Linked DNA regions of Columba livia: region 2 is linked to region 1. Evidence: chromatin contacts called from public Hi-C data. All regions are on one chromosome and are shown on one strand. Each heading gives the region's core, a stretch centred on a gene start, on an enhancer-like site or on the middle of the called end of the contact. The rest is flanking DNA. Distances are from core to core; before and after follow the strand shown. Region 1 holds the start of C1H21orf91 (chromosome 1 C21orf91 homolog). Region 2 has its middle 53 kb from the start of CXADR.

Evidence for each region. A called contact is a pair of places that touch in the nucleus more often than the background predicts.
Region 2: a Hi-C map of crop shows a contact between it and region 1, with 9 times the contacts expected there. The contact joins the enhancer-like site here to the promoter of C1H21orf91 in region 1. A contact is called at or near these places in 2 of 2 Hi-C or Micro-C datasets (crop and liver).

Annotation. Positions count from the first base shown.
Region 1 is chr1:77,833,853-77,840,050 of bColLiv1.pat.W.v2, forward strand. It overlaps C1H21orf91 (chromosome 1 C21orf91 homolog), which reads left to right and starts at 2,951. Exons shown (of 5, transcript XM_021299562.2): 1 at 2,951-3,230.
Region 2 is chr1:77,891,110-77,897,307 of bColLiv1.pat.W.v2, forward strand. No RefSeq gene overlaps it. Among named protein-coding and RNA genes, the nearest start is that of CXADR, 53 kb to the right of the region's middle. Within about 2 kb of position 3,407, at least 1 of the 3 cell types and tissues checked has an H3K27ac peak away from gene starts, as active enhancers do.

The DNA.
Region 1 (6,198 bases), core at 1,701-4,200:
TGAAAGTATTTTTGCTTTACCAATTCTGGTAAATCAGAAATGATATATCATGCTATAGCTCAGTCAAGCAGCAGCTCAGCCTTCTTACCATTTTTGTCAGTAAGCTGAGGCAAAGTAACTTATTATACACTTAAAGGGACACTGATGGCTTTTCAGAACCAAAATCCAAAATACAAATATGTGAAGAGTGCTATCAAATCACTTATTCTTTCAATAAGTACACAAGTTAGAATGGGCTATGGCTTATATAATCTTCCATATTATCCAAACAAATATTATGTGAATTGCAATGGAAGTAAGACTACCCCACAAAGAAGAGGTGTGGAAACTGAGCTGCGTTTGTTATACCACTGTAAAAATCAGAGATTCTGTTTAGTTGCTGAGCTTCAGAAAAGTCGCAAGCTGTACTGATTCATGTTGCTTTCACATACCATGTTTTAAAGCCCTCGCCAGCTCTATTCTGAAGTGTAGTCAGCATGGCAGAGACGTCAGCATGCATTCCAAAATATTATGTGTCCAAGCATGTTCATATTAATCTACTCCCTTAATATTTCAGCTACACTTTGAACCACCTCCTCATTTTTGCACTCCGACATATGGAAAACATTTCCATCTATTCATGAGCTTCTCTGTTCACAGTAGAAAATTGTGGTTTGGCCTTTAGCTTGGGCTGACACTGCAGGCTTGGTAGAAGGGTTCTGAAACAAAATGACATTTTAAAGTAGTTAGTTTCTCACTGTGAATTACTTAACATGTGATGCCTGGAGCCATTCCACAGGACAATACAGTGGCTGTATGCTTTGTTTTCATTTAAGTAACGCCAGTCCCTCACTCTGCCTCATTGCACATCTGCCTTTGATGGCAAAACATGTTCTTGTCCTTGTAGCATTCAGGATCAATTTTGTTAAATAACCCAACAATAGGATTTGGCTTCAGAAACTTGTCAAAAAAGCTGTGGTATGCAGTGCCATTATCACAGTTTCCCTTGCTCTTTATACTGAATTGACATACAGGCACTGAAGTGACACAATTTATTTCTGAGGAACATGAACATTGCTTGTAATTAATTTTGTAGATGCCAACACATAAATTTAACTCTGGCAATCATTATCGGACATTTTACGTCCGAACATATACCTTATTCACCTATGGGTTCAGTCACCTTGTATTAATAGATTTCTTCTTTCTAGTATCCTATACCCAAGCAAATATGTAACATGACCATTAAGAAGTTTGCCTGTGCACTGGAAGAAAAGCAGCATAGACATGTTAAACTGTTTTCTTCTCTGATGGTAATGATTTAGCCTGGATCCCCCAATTGCTGCCAAGCAATGAGAGAGCACATATTTGTTACACTTGGATTGATATTTTTCAGTTTCGACAGCAGCATTTGAAGCTGCATTGTCAGTGGAAAATACAAAAAGCTTAACTTGAAAAAGTACTGAGCCCTTTTAATGAGCCCTCAAGGATGTCAAACTTTGTTTGTACAGCTCTCAAGTGCACACTCTGACATATCTAAAAGCTGTACTTTTGTCAAAATAGCCAACCAAAGTCCCATGGGCCTTTCATACCATGGTGTCAGACCTTAGCTCCAAGTGTGCAGAAGCTGCCATAACACATCAAACACGGGGTCTGTCTGGTCCAGCAGCCTGTTCCCCCACACTGCCTGGCACTGGAAGCTTCAGAAGTGTCTCTGTAGTGGACAGTTATCAGTAACTTCTCCAGCAAGGGCTTCTTCTGACCTTCAGGCATTTAGAGACTATTTGTGTATGAGTGACTATTTGTGTAGGAGTCTGTATGTCCCACATACAGAAGGAGTTTGAGGTTTGCTTCTTCTTTTAATCTCCTTTGATGTAACTTGTGGATCTCTTACTTGTTCTTATAAAAAAAATCTTCTGTTTTGTTCTCTTGCTTTTAATTAAGTTGTGTAAGCACCTGAACATCATTGTATCTTATGGGAAAGAGTTCCACAAAGCAACTCTATATGTGTATGTCTGTGTGTGAGTATTCAGGTTGTTAGTTTTAAACTATAATGTTTTGTTTTAGGGGAGGGGAAGTATCTATATCTTTTATATATCCTATGTGCCATCCTTTATTATATAGTATGCCTTTGTTCACCCTTTTCTGTTTGCTGTATAGTGTAAAGCTCAGATGAGTCTTGATCAAGCCTGCTGCATTTCTCAATATTGTTTTATTTTTAATATTTTATTTGCTGCTTTTGTTTGGGTACTGACACGAGTAGAAGTCAGCAGACTACTTGGGATGACTTAAGCAGAAATCATGAAGCCTATTGGTCTATGCACAGAGCTAACTTACAGAGGGGGATAAATTTCATCATTTAGCTGATCTGAAAGAAGAAAAGGAACAGCCTAATCTATCTTCACTGATGCTTTTATTCTTGCTCCTTAAACTGATGGTCATTCTTTCTTACTCTCCAATCTTCATTCTTTCTGCTTTAGAGGTAGATTCTCAGCCCTGTTAAAACCAAGGAAATTTTGCATTTCAGCAGAGCCATGATTTCACACTTGGGGTGTGAAGACACAGAAGAAAGTGGAACATCAACTGTGGTTCAAGAGATTATGCAAATAGGTATATTGGTACCTAAGTGAAATAAATAGGTATATTGGTACCTAAGTGAAATATTACTTACAAATAAAATTTACATTCTCCACTCAATAGCCTTTGAAGCATCAGGATACCTAGTTTCAAGATGCCTAAACCATACCTGTGCCTGCAGCTGCCTAAGTTTTGACAGCACTATGCAAACAGACACCTCTCCTGATGTTGTTAAAAACAGGAGCAGTTTCTCTTTTAGTGAATTTTCCTCTCAGCTAAGTTCTTTCAAGTAACTGCACTTTTCTGAAGTTGGCTACATGTTTTTGTGAACAGAAGCAATGGTATGCAAGGTCACTGGTAAGAATGTACATCCCATCCCGTAAGTGAGAGGGGCGTATTTGCAAGGAGGGGCGAACTGTACATGTGACTAAAATTGACCGATTGAGTATTTCAACCCATCCACGTCATACACCTTATAAAATTGGGAAGTCAAGAGGGTCTCACTCTCTTTGACCAGCATCTGAAGAGGACCCTGCCTGTCGTCCCTGCGAATCGAGTTCTGGTTCCAGTGAATCCTGAATCCAGTTCCGGCTCGCTGCAAAGTCCAGACCAGGACTTCCGTGTGCCTGCCCTGCAGCTGCTGGAGAAGTGCAGAGCCGGGAAACTCTAAATAGGTTTTGTATATTTTGTATTATTTTATTTTTTTTATTAGTAGCATTAGTAAAGCATTTTCTTAACTTTTTCCCAACTGGCAAGTCTCTCTCTCTCTCTCTTCTCCTCCTATCGCCTTTTCCTTGGTGGGAGGTCTGGGGTGGGGGAGGTGGGGCGGGGAGGAGGGGGAAAGGGGTTGACAGAGAGGTCTGCCAGGGTTTATTGTCACCCTGCAATTAACCGTTGACAGCATCCCAGACTAATTATGAGCCAGTGAGTTGACTTTTCACTCCTTCCCTCAGCTGTACAGCTAAATGCAAAGTAACGATTACACAGCATACCTACGACATCAATTTCAGGCACTGTTTCAATTACAGTTTATATAGTTTATATAAAACTGGTATCACGTAAGATGTTGAAGGACAGAAACCCAGGTCTTTTCTTACATACAGGGAAGTGTTCTGATCCCAAACTGTCCTCTTCTATTGGGACAAATTAATTTGTTATAATTTCTTGCAAATTGAAGCCTTTTCAAGGAGAGGCAGTAAGGGTCCTCCCTTCTGAATTGGTCTGATTGTTAGACTGTTTGCAAGAGGTGAGACATGCAGATTTACAACCTCTCAGGCACAGGAAGAAAATTATCCTAGTTTTTTGTTATCTCAGTGAGAATTTTAAATACTGTGCTACTAGATAAAAGAAAGTTACTGTATCTGTCTCCTTATATGCATGTTATATAATAGTCTTCTCATAAAGGAGAGACTCTGAGAGTCCTTGAAGAGGAAGAATCAGACTTGTAAAATACAGAATAAGTTGTTTAAGAGCAAACCCAATTATTTATCAGTGTGTCCTGTGGCTGTTTCCTGCTCTGCACACATCAGTATCATCTTGAGTATCTAATTCTTCTCACGCATCACAGAGGAAGCCTAGACTATCAGGTCAGTACTGTGATTTTTCTGGGAGAGACCAGGTGTCCTCAAGGTTACATGTTGCACTACAAAGTGTTGTATACCCAGACGACCTTTTATGTTTCTAGCTTTAAACTTGCTTGAAGTAGTAGTAATAACAATAATAACAATAATGACAACAATAACACAAAGAAGTCAGGTTTTATTAGATGGATTCATATGTCTAGAAAAGGAAAGGCCAAAATCCCAGACTCACGAGCTCTCCCAGCACAGACAGGTCTCTCTCAGCACCTAGGTTTGCCACAGCTCTTGGTCATTCCTGGATGCTGTAACATATCCCCTCTTACAAGATCTAATATTGGAGAGAAAACACTTTACTTAAGCTCTTATGTATACAATAGTTAATACTTTTTACAGGTCTTGCATTTATCTCCAGACTGATTACCATTAGCTGCAGTATATCACTGGGTGGTAACTCACAGTGCAGAAATCATGTGCCTCGATGGCTGAAATGTCATTTAGTTACATAAACAGCAAATGAACAATGTTCAACCATAAAATCATTAATGCTACAAATGTACTATACAGTAGAACAGAATTCTGTGATTGGTTTGGATCACACTCTGTTTGCATTTGTATCTTTTTAGCAATGGTGAAATCCTTGCATCAGAACAAGTGAAAACAAATTCACTTATCTTCTTCTAGATGATTAGTAATAAACAAACTAATGAAGTCCATGTATGCATCGTTGCGCTTTCATGAATTGAATGCCTATGAAGGAACATTTGCATTCAAGACAAGATCTTTGCTTGAATGAAAAATTATCCCCACTGGAATCAAATGAGGCTATTTGATATAAGTATAGAAATCAATTTAATATCTCTCTCTGCTGAGGGACTCTGGGCCTAGGCCTGCTACTGTTGAACTCATTGGGTAGATAGGGCTCATTATCCTGTCCTTGTATGAGATCATGGACTACATCTACAGTCTTGCAGAAGGCTTCTCATGTGCACTAAGACCTAAACGATCTGATAAGTGAATTTCATTTCTGCAAAGGCATAATATTACAAACACTTTCAATGCTATTTCCAGGGCTGGAGCAAAATCCTGCCCTTAGACTTTTGGGCTATGGGATCATGCTGCGGTTGTGTAAAGAGAGTTTATCCTCAATAAGAACTTTTTCTCTTCCCACTGTTTCAGTGGGAGGAAATTGCAATTAATCTGCTTCAATTTCAAAAGAGAAAAAAGTAATTACAAAAATTACAGTAATTGGGGCATTCAGCTGCACTTCAAAGGATATTCTTTTCTTTAGCATTTTTACCAAAATGTAGTTTCAGATTTCCTAATGAAATGCTCCCCCATCATTAAAAAATGAATCTTCAAAAATTATTATGGCATGAGTATGAAGTCACTGAAATCAAAGGATAGAAGTCAAAGACCCTGTTATATCTTATGGTCCTTGATCTTAAAAAAAAAAAAAAAAAAAAACCAAAAAACCAACAGGGGATTACATAAAATTCAATCCATTTAGTTGACTTTTTCAAATGAAAGTATCATTGAGTTTCCTGCAAACGCAGGGCCTGAACTGAAATTTCATTGAAATTACAGGAATTTTTTTCTTTAAGTTAGATGACTTAATGTAATGTAATGTCCAAAACTGTCATGAGAATAGTGCTTCATGAGCAATAAAACTATTAAGCCAGAATTCCTGCTGAAATATGTCCTTTTCCTTTAAATAATCTCTTCTTAGTATTGTAATAACCCAAATGCTTCCCCATTTCTCTCCAGTCCACTGGGTAGAGGATAATGTGTGCTGTGGCATTGCACTGATTGCTGCTAAAGAAAACAAGTAACAGTGTTCTATTCATTTTCCTTACTGGGAGACTTAAGGTCTCTCTTGTGTTTGAGCCCTGGTTTTCACCAAGCTAGTAGGGGCATGGTATATTTGAGACTTCGAGACTTTTCTCCAATTTTGGCTCAGCTACTAGGTTCAGAAGTTACTTGATGATGATGTAATACAGTATGTAATAATGTAGTACATACATTTTTAATATTGACTCCTTTTTTTTCAATGGTGTTGTGCTAC
Region 2 (6,198 bases), core at 2,157-4,656, 58 kb after region 1:
TAACACTTCGTGACCATTTCAGTTTTGTTTGCTGATCACAGTCCTTTTTTAAGGCGTGACTGGGGCAAGACTAATCTTTTCTAAAAACTTCTTTGTAGCTGCGTATTATCTTTTGAAAAAAAAAATATATATATATCTTATGTAGCTGATATAAGCAAGAAAAATAGCATTGCCTAGCATTGCAGTTTTCAGACTCATCTGAACTTAACATAGTGCCTCAGGTCCTAGTTTGGCTGCTAAACATTGCCCTGTTGGTGCACGCTCCCCCACAGGAGGTGTCTGCCCCAAATGCTGTCCTTTCTCACCGCCAAATGCCGGTAGCCATAGCTTTGACAAGCTCCTGTGCATTTGCGCATTGGCAGGAGGACACAAAACCGTCCCTGGCACCAAGCGTTTGCTGGAAGGATGCCTCCTCCTGCCTCCAAGGGGCTTTGCCCAAAGCTGACCAACCTGTGCACCTCCAAGAAACCCCTTGTGCTGTGACCGCTGCCTGCGAGGTTACCACATCCAGCAGGGCTGGGGCGCTGCCCAGCCAGGCTGAGCCCTGTCTGCCCTAGCGAGGTGTGCTGCGGGGTCAGCAAGGAGGACTGTGGGGTCAGCAAGGAGTGCTGTGGGGTTTCAGCTGGGGCACATGGAAGCGCCTGTGCAGATCCAGCTGCACCTCTGGCCAGATGAGCGCTGGGTTTGGGAAGGAGAAGGGGTCTTCTGCCCACACAGGACATTGGCCACTGACAGGGAAGGTGAGGGAATTCTGTTCCCATCATAGTTGTCCTGCAAAAGAAACAGCAACAACCATAATTAATGGTGTTAAACAAAATCAAAATTTACCTGGCTCATGTTGAAGAATGTGAGTCAGAGGCCAGCTGAGGTGAGCAGTTGCCCAGCAAAGCTGAGGAGGCTGCAAGGACCTGACCGTGCTGGAGATGGGCTGGAACCAACAGCTGCTTCTTGCTATGGTAAAGCCCCCCAAGCTGTCCTCAGCTCATTGTATTTCCATCCCTGAAGCACTTGCAGACCAGAGGACCCAACAGGCAGGTCCGGCTTCCCCAGGCCACATGCTGGTGCTGGGAGGGCATTAAGCACCAAGAGGCACATGTTGGTAAAACCCTTCCCCTGAGCAGCCCAGGGTGATGTGTGTTAGAGCTGGACTGAGGGGGGCTGCAGGTAGGATTTACCCCAAAAAGGGGCTGGAAGCTGGTCAGGGAAAACAGAGCCTGCTGGTGCATTGCAGACCCCCAAGTAGTCTCTGTTGTTTCTCAGTACGAGTGCATAGACCAGCCAAATGCTGAATAAGGTTAAAAGACAGTATCCCTGGTTGCTTGTTTTGCGAGTCCCATCTATTGTGGGAATGAAGAGGAGGAGAAGGAAAGTACAGAAAAAAACCCATATGTGAGCATCTGAGCAAAGACTGCCTCATCATGACTAATCACAAACAGACAAACTACATTGGGCTGCTAACTTTAACTCTGTCATGGCAAACTAGAGCACTTAATTTTACAAACTTAGTTGTACATGCTGTGTTTTCTACAGTGCCTTATTGCTGTTTTTGACATAGGAAAAAAAAAACATATTTCCTTCTTGCATCATGTTCAGACACAAGATCGGAATCACTTATCACACTAACATCTTTGCTTACACTTGTGGGAAAGGTAAATTCATGGTGATGCAACAGAGCCCCTAATTCCCAAGCCAGGCTTGAGGCTCGACCAGTAAAAAGGGATTAAATTGTAAACTGGAAATTAGTAGCAGGCACTGACTGTAGGCCACTGGGCAACCCTCACTGTCACTGTTGCCCTCTCACATGCACACACACCCCATCACAGATGGGCTGAGGCAGGAAGGCACCTTAGGAGATCTCTGGGTCCAACCCCTGCCCAGAGCAGGGTCAGCCAGAACAGGCTGCTCAGGGATGCGTCCAGCTGTGTTTTCAATATCTCCAGGGGTGGAGACTCCACAGCCTCTCTGGGAGTCCTCTTCCAGAAATTAAACACCCTTACAGAAGAAAAGTGTTTTCTTACATTAAATTAAATATCCTGTGTCTCAGTTTTGTGCCCATTGCCTCCCATCATCCTGTCACTGGGCACCACTGACAAAAGCCTGGCTCTCTCTTCTTGGCTCCTCCATCAGATATTGTGGGGAACTCGGCAGTGTTACGTTAATGTTGGACTCAATCATCTTGCAGGTCTTTTCCAAGCTAATGATTTATCCATGCGGACCAGATCCCTTTGAGCTTTTTCTGCTCCAGGCTGGACAGTCCCAGCTGTCTCAGCTTCTCCTCAAAGGACAGATGATCCAGTCCCTTAATTGCCTTTGTTGCACTTCACTTTACATCTCTTGTACTGGGGAGCACATCACTGGACTCTCAGGCTAAAGCTTCTTCAAAGTAATAAAGCCACTCACTTCATGACTACTGACCTTTGTCAGTCTACCAGGATGCTGGGGATGTACTCAGGGTTTTCACTGTCACCTCCTGTCACAGTTACACTACTTTGCATCATCCCTTCGCTCATTGGAGCCAAAGCTGCAAAACTGTCTTTGACTATAAGCTCTCTTTCTAGCCATGCCACTGGATTTTTTGGGATGGCAATAGGCAAATCCATTACCAGTAACCTATCTGTGCTTGTTTCTTCAACTACAAAATGTGGCAATACTGAATTTAATTGTAAACCTTAATCTACTTGTGTCTGAGAGCCTCCACAGCTGTGTGCTATGCACTAGTGCCGCTAGTCACTACTTCTCAGATTTTTTTGAAGATTAATCCTTCCAGAATGTCTCTGAAATGGACTGCAGCATTCTTCAGGCTTATTTACAAAATGTGGAGCCCAAAACACAAACAGAAGGTGTTTTGTGCAGTACGGTCCTTGCTCTTGTAAATTCAAAATTGGCTGAGACCCAGTGGCAACTACATTCACTGTCCATAGTTGAAAACAGTCTCACTGGACAAAATACCAATAAGCAAGTGTGGTGCCTGGTCACCCATAACAGGATGGCTTTTTTGCTGCCTTAGAGAGGCAAATCTGCCTGTGTCGCTCTGCAGATCGAATCTGATGATAGCCACCAAAACTGCTGCATGAAATTAGCTGTAAAAATTCCCATTATTTTCCCTTTGATATGAGTCAGCGATTTTATATCACAAGACTGCATGCCACTTCTATTCTGTCTCTTTGGAGACAGTTTTTACCTCGTGATATGCCTTGATCTAAGAAACATGCTGCAATTGGCAGCCCTGGGCTAAAACACTAATAGAAGAGGAAGTAAAGTAACTATGCAGTCCTCTGCTTCAAAAACCCAACGTAAACTCTGAACCTGGCACTGGTGTTTATGAAAGCAGGGCAGAGCAGCTTGTCTGGTGTGCCACTTTCCCTTCATAAACTCTGCAAAGGTACAGTTGGAAAGGACGGAGGAGTTACTTGCAGGGAAAAGAAGTGTTAAAATCAATCAAGACAGATCAGGCACACTGGGGGATAACAGTGTAATTGGACGGATGTCCACCCTGTTGTTTTCAGGGCTTTTCTTCCCCACTATCAAATGGAGGGTGTTTTCTCACCTAGGTCCTGCAGCCCTTGGCCAGCAAGGTCAGGCAGGCCATGGGGATGAGTTGGTGTGTTGGTGCTGGCTTATTTTTCAAAGAAATCACTTCCCTGAGCTGATTCATTGTCCTCTCTGACAAATGGCTGAGCTGTCGATGCTTCAAAGGGCAGCATCGCATGGTTGGCCCTGAGAACATGCACTGCAGGGCAGAGAGAGGGTCCGTGCCCTTGGCAATACCCTGCTCCAGTACCAGGCCTTACACTGTGTGTACAGAAGCAGGTTGTAGAGCAACTGCAAAAGCAACTGCAAAAGCACTGAAATGCTTCCACAGCCATAGCGAGACAGTCAGTTTGCTGATGTTTCAAAATGCTTTTTTTCCACACCCTTCCACCCAGGTGTCCTCAGGAGACATCAACACCTGCCTGCCTTGAGCTGTGTGCCCAAGTCTCCTGAATACAGCCACATGTTGACAGGTCCAAGGGTATCCTGGAGATCTTCCTACCAAGAGATCCACCGGGGAATGTGCTTTCTCAGCTGCAAATTCAGTGGCTTGACAGAAGGAAAAACTTGTGCTTTGCCCATTTGCTGAGCTCTCCGTGAAAGTATCAGAAAAACTGCAGGAGACTGCAAAGACAGACTGATGACAGGAGTAAAACTTTCTTTCATTATCATTATCTGTGAAAGATGAAAGTGGCTAAGAAGACAATTTCATGTATTATCAAAGGTGTTCTAAAGGTCAAATCCTGTATTATTCAAGGCAACTTTTCACCCTTTCTCTAAAGCACAGTCTTCAATTGTAACAACTGTAAAGCCTCACTTGCAGCTGATGAGTTTTTGGTATGATCAGGTCTGATTACATATCTGGTCATTCAAGTGGTGTAGCAATGTGTCTGTCCTTGTTGATGCCAAGGGCTGGAATATCACAGGATTCACAGCAAGCAGCTAATGCAATGCCCAGGAGTAAAGAGCTCACTCTGAGGTGAAAATTAGGGTAGAATGAATTCAGGAGGCCCATTTCTGTTAAAATAATTTTTTGAAAAATACTTTGGAATACATATACTGGCACAATGTTTTTTTCAAGTAAGCAAAACAAATTAGAGCCTGGTCCTGTAGTAGGATACTTGAGCACAGTCACCCATTCCTAGGAGTAACCTCTGAAGTTTGAGGATTTTTTTATATGAATCTCAAGCCAAAATTAATAGCTTAGTTTTTTTAGGACTTCACAAAAGTTGTTGGCTGTCAGTGTTCTTATTTCTTTAGTGACACACACACACAAAATAAAACTCCAGAATACAGCATTAAAGACAACCTCTAATTAAGTTGGCTTCATACAACCTGCCAGAATAATCCACGTAACCTGTAGCATGCTCTTTTTCTTCAAGGGCTTCTTGGATATTCACATGTACGTGCAGTAAGATTGTGTGGACTTTTGTCATATGTTTAGCTCAGAGAACATGTGTTGCTTTGGTGGCTATGTAGTATGCTGTTTGACCTGTTTCTAACAAAGGGAAAAAAAAAACAAAACAAACCAAAACAACAAGGTGCTGACTACACTGGGTGTTTGCAGTGGGAAGTGTTTAAAAGACACTGAGGAACTCCTATGTCAGGCATTCCTAGATGGTTTCTGGAAGAGTACAGAGGCAGCTTCAGTTACTTAGAAGCGTTTCTTTACAGGCCTGAACATGCCTATTGCTCAGCAGTCCCTGAAGTTTTGATGTGGGAAGGACCGATGAGGGCCAGTTAAGTAAAAGAACTGAAAATAACAATCATTTTCCTATGAGGATGAAGGGCAGTGTTGCTTCCTTGAAGGTCTCCATCCATTTCCACATAGATCTCAGGAGGATCACACAAAGATAGGATCATTCACCTTCAAAATTGCCAATATTCTTTTGCAATAAAAGTGGAGAAGGGTATTGGAGGTGGGGAGGGCAGAGTGGGAGATGCCTCCTCTGTAAACATGAGGTTGGTGGAGCTGCTGGACCACAGCAAAGGTCCATTTTGCCCAGTATCCTCTTCGCAACAACCAACACCCAGGAAAGAAGCTGGGAAACCTGCAAACATGTCATGACACTTTCCAGAAATAGCTTGAGAACTTCAACCCACGTGTTGTTCTTCCAGAGCCAAGGTTTATGTCTTTCCCACAGACAATGTGAGACATCAGGTAAAATATATTCCAAGCTCTACCAAGCAGATAAATGAAAAATGAAACAAAAATTTCTGTTGTGTCCATTTTGTGGAAGCTGGTTTTCTACTTAAGAAATCCAGAGTGATCAAAAATAGTATTTCAAACCTGAGTAAAGATGTGATCACATACACTTCAGAAATATTTTGCTATTGTGTCACATGTCAGTGGTGGAAACCAAAAACTATGTTCCCAGAGCAAGTTTTTGCCTGTGATTTCATGGCAAAGTGGAGAAACATGCAGCACAGGTCCTCACTCAAGCCAGCTCAACTCCAAATGCACTTCCATCCTTCCCAAAATGCCCCTCACTCTCTTGGCCATACCAGGAGACCAAGCTAAAATAAAAGGAACCCTTATCAGCTCATGAGCTTTGTAGATACAAGTTATTCAGTTCGTACCAGTCGCCATTAGTTACAGCATTTGCTAAGACGTCCTGACTTGTCACAGGACCAAGTGGGCATTAAAAATGACTTGCATTCATGTGT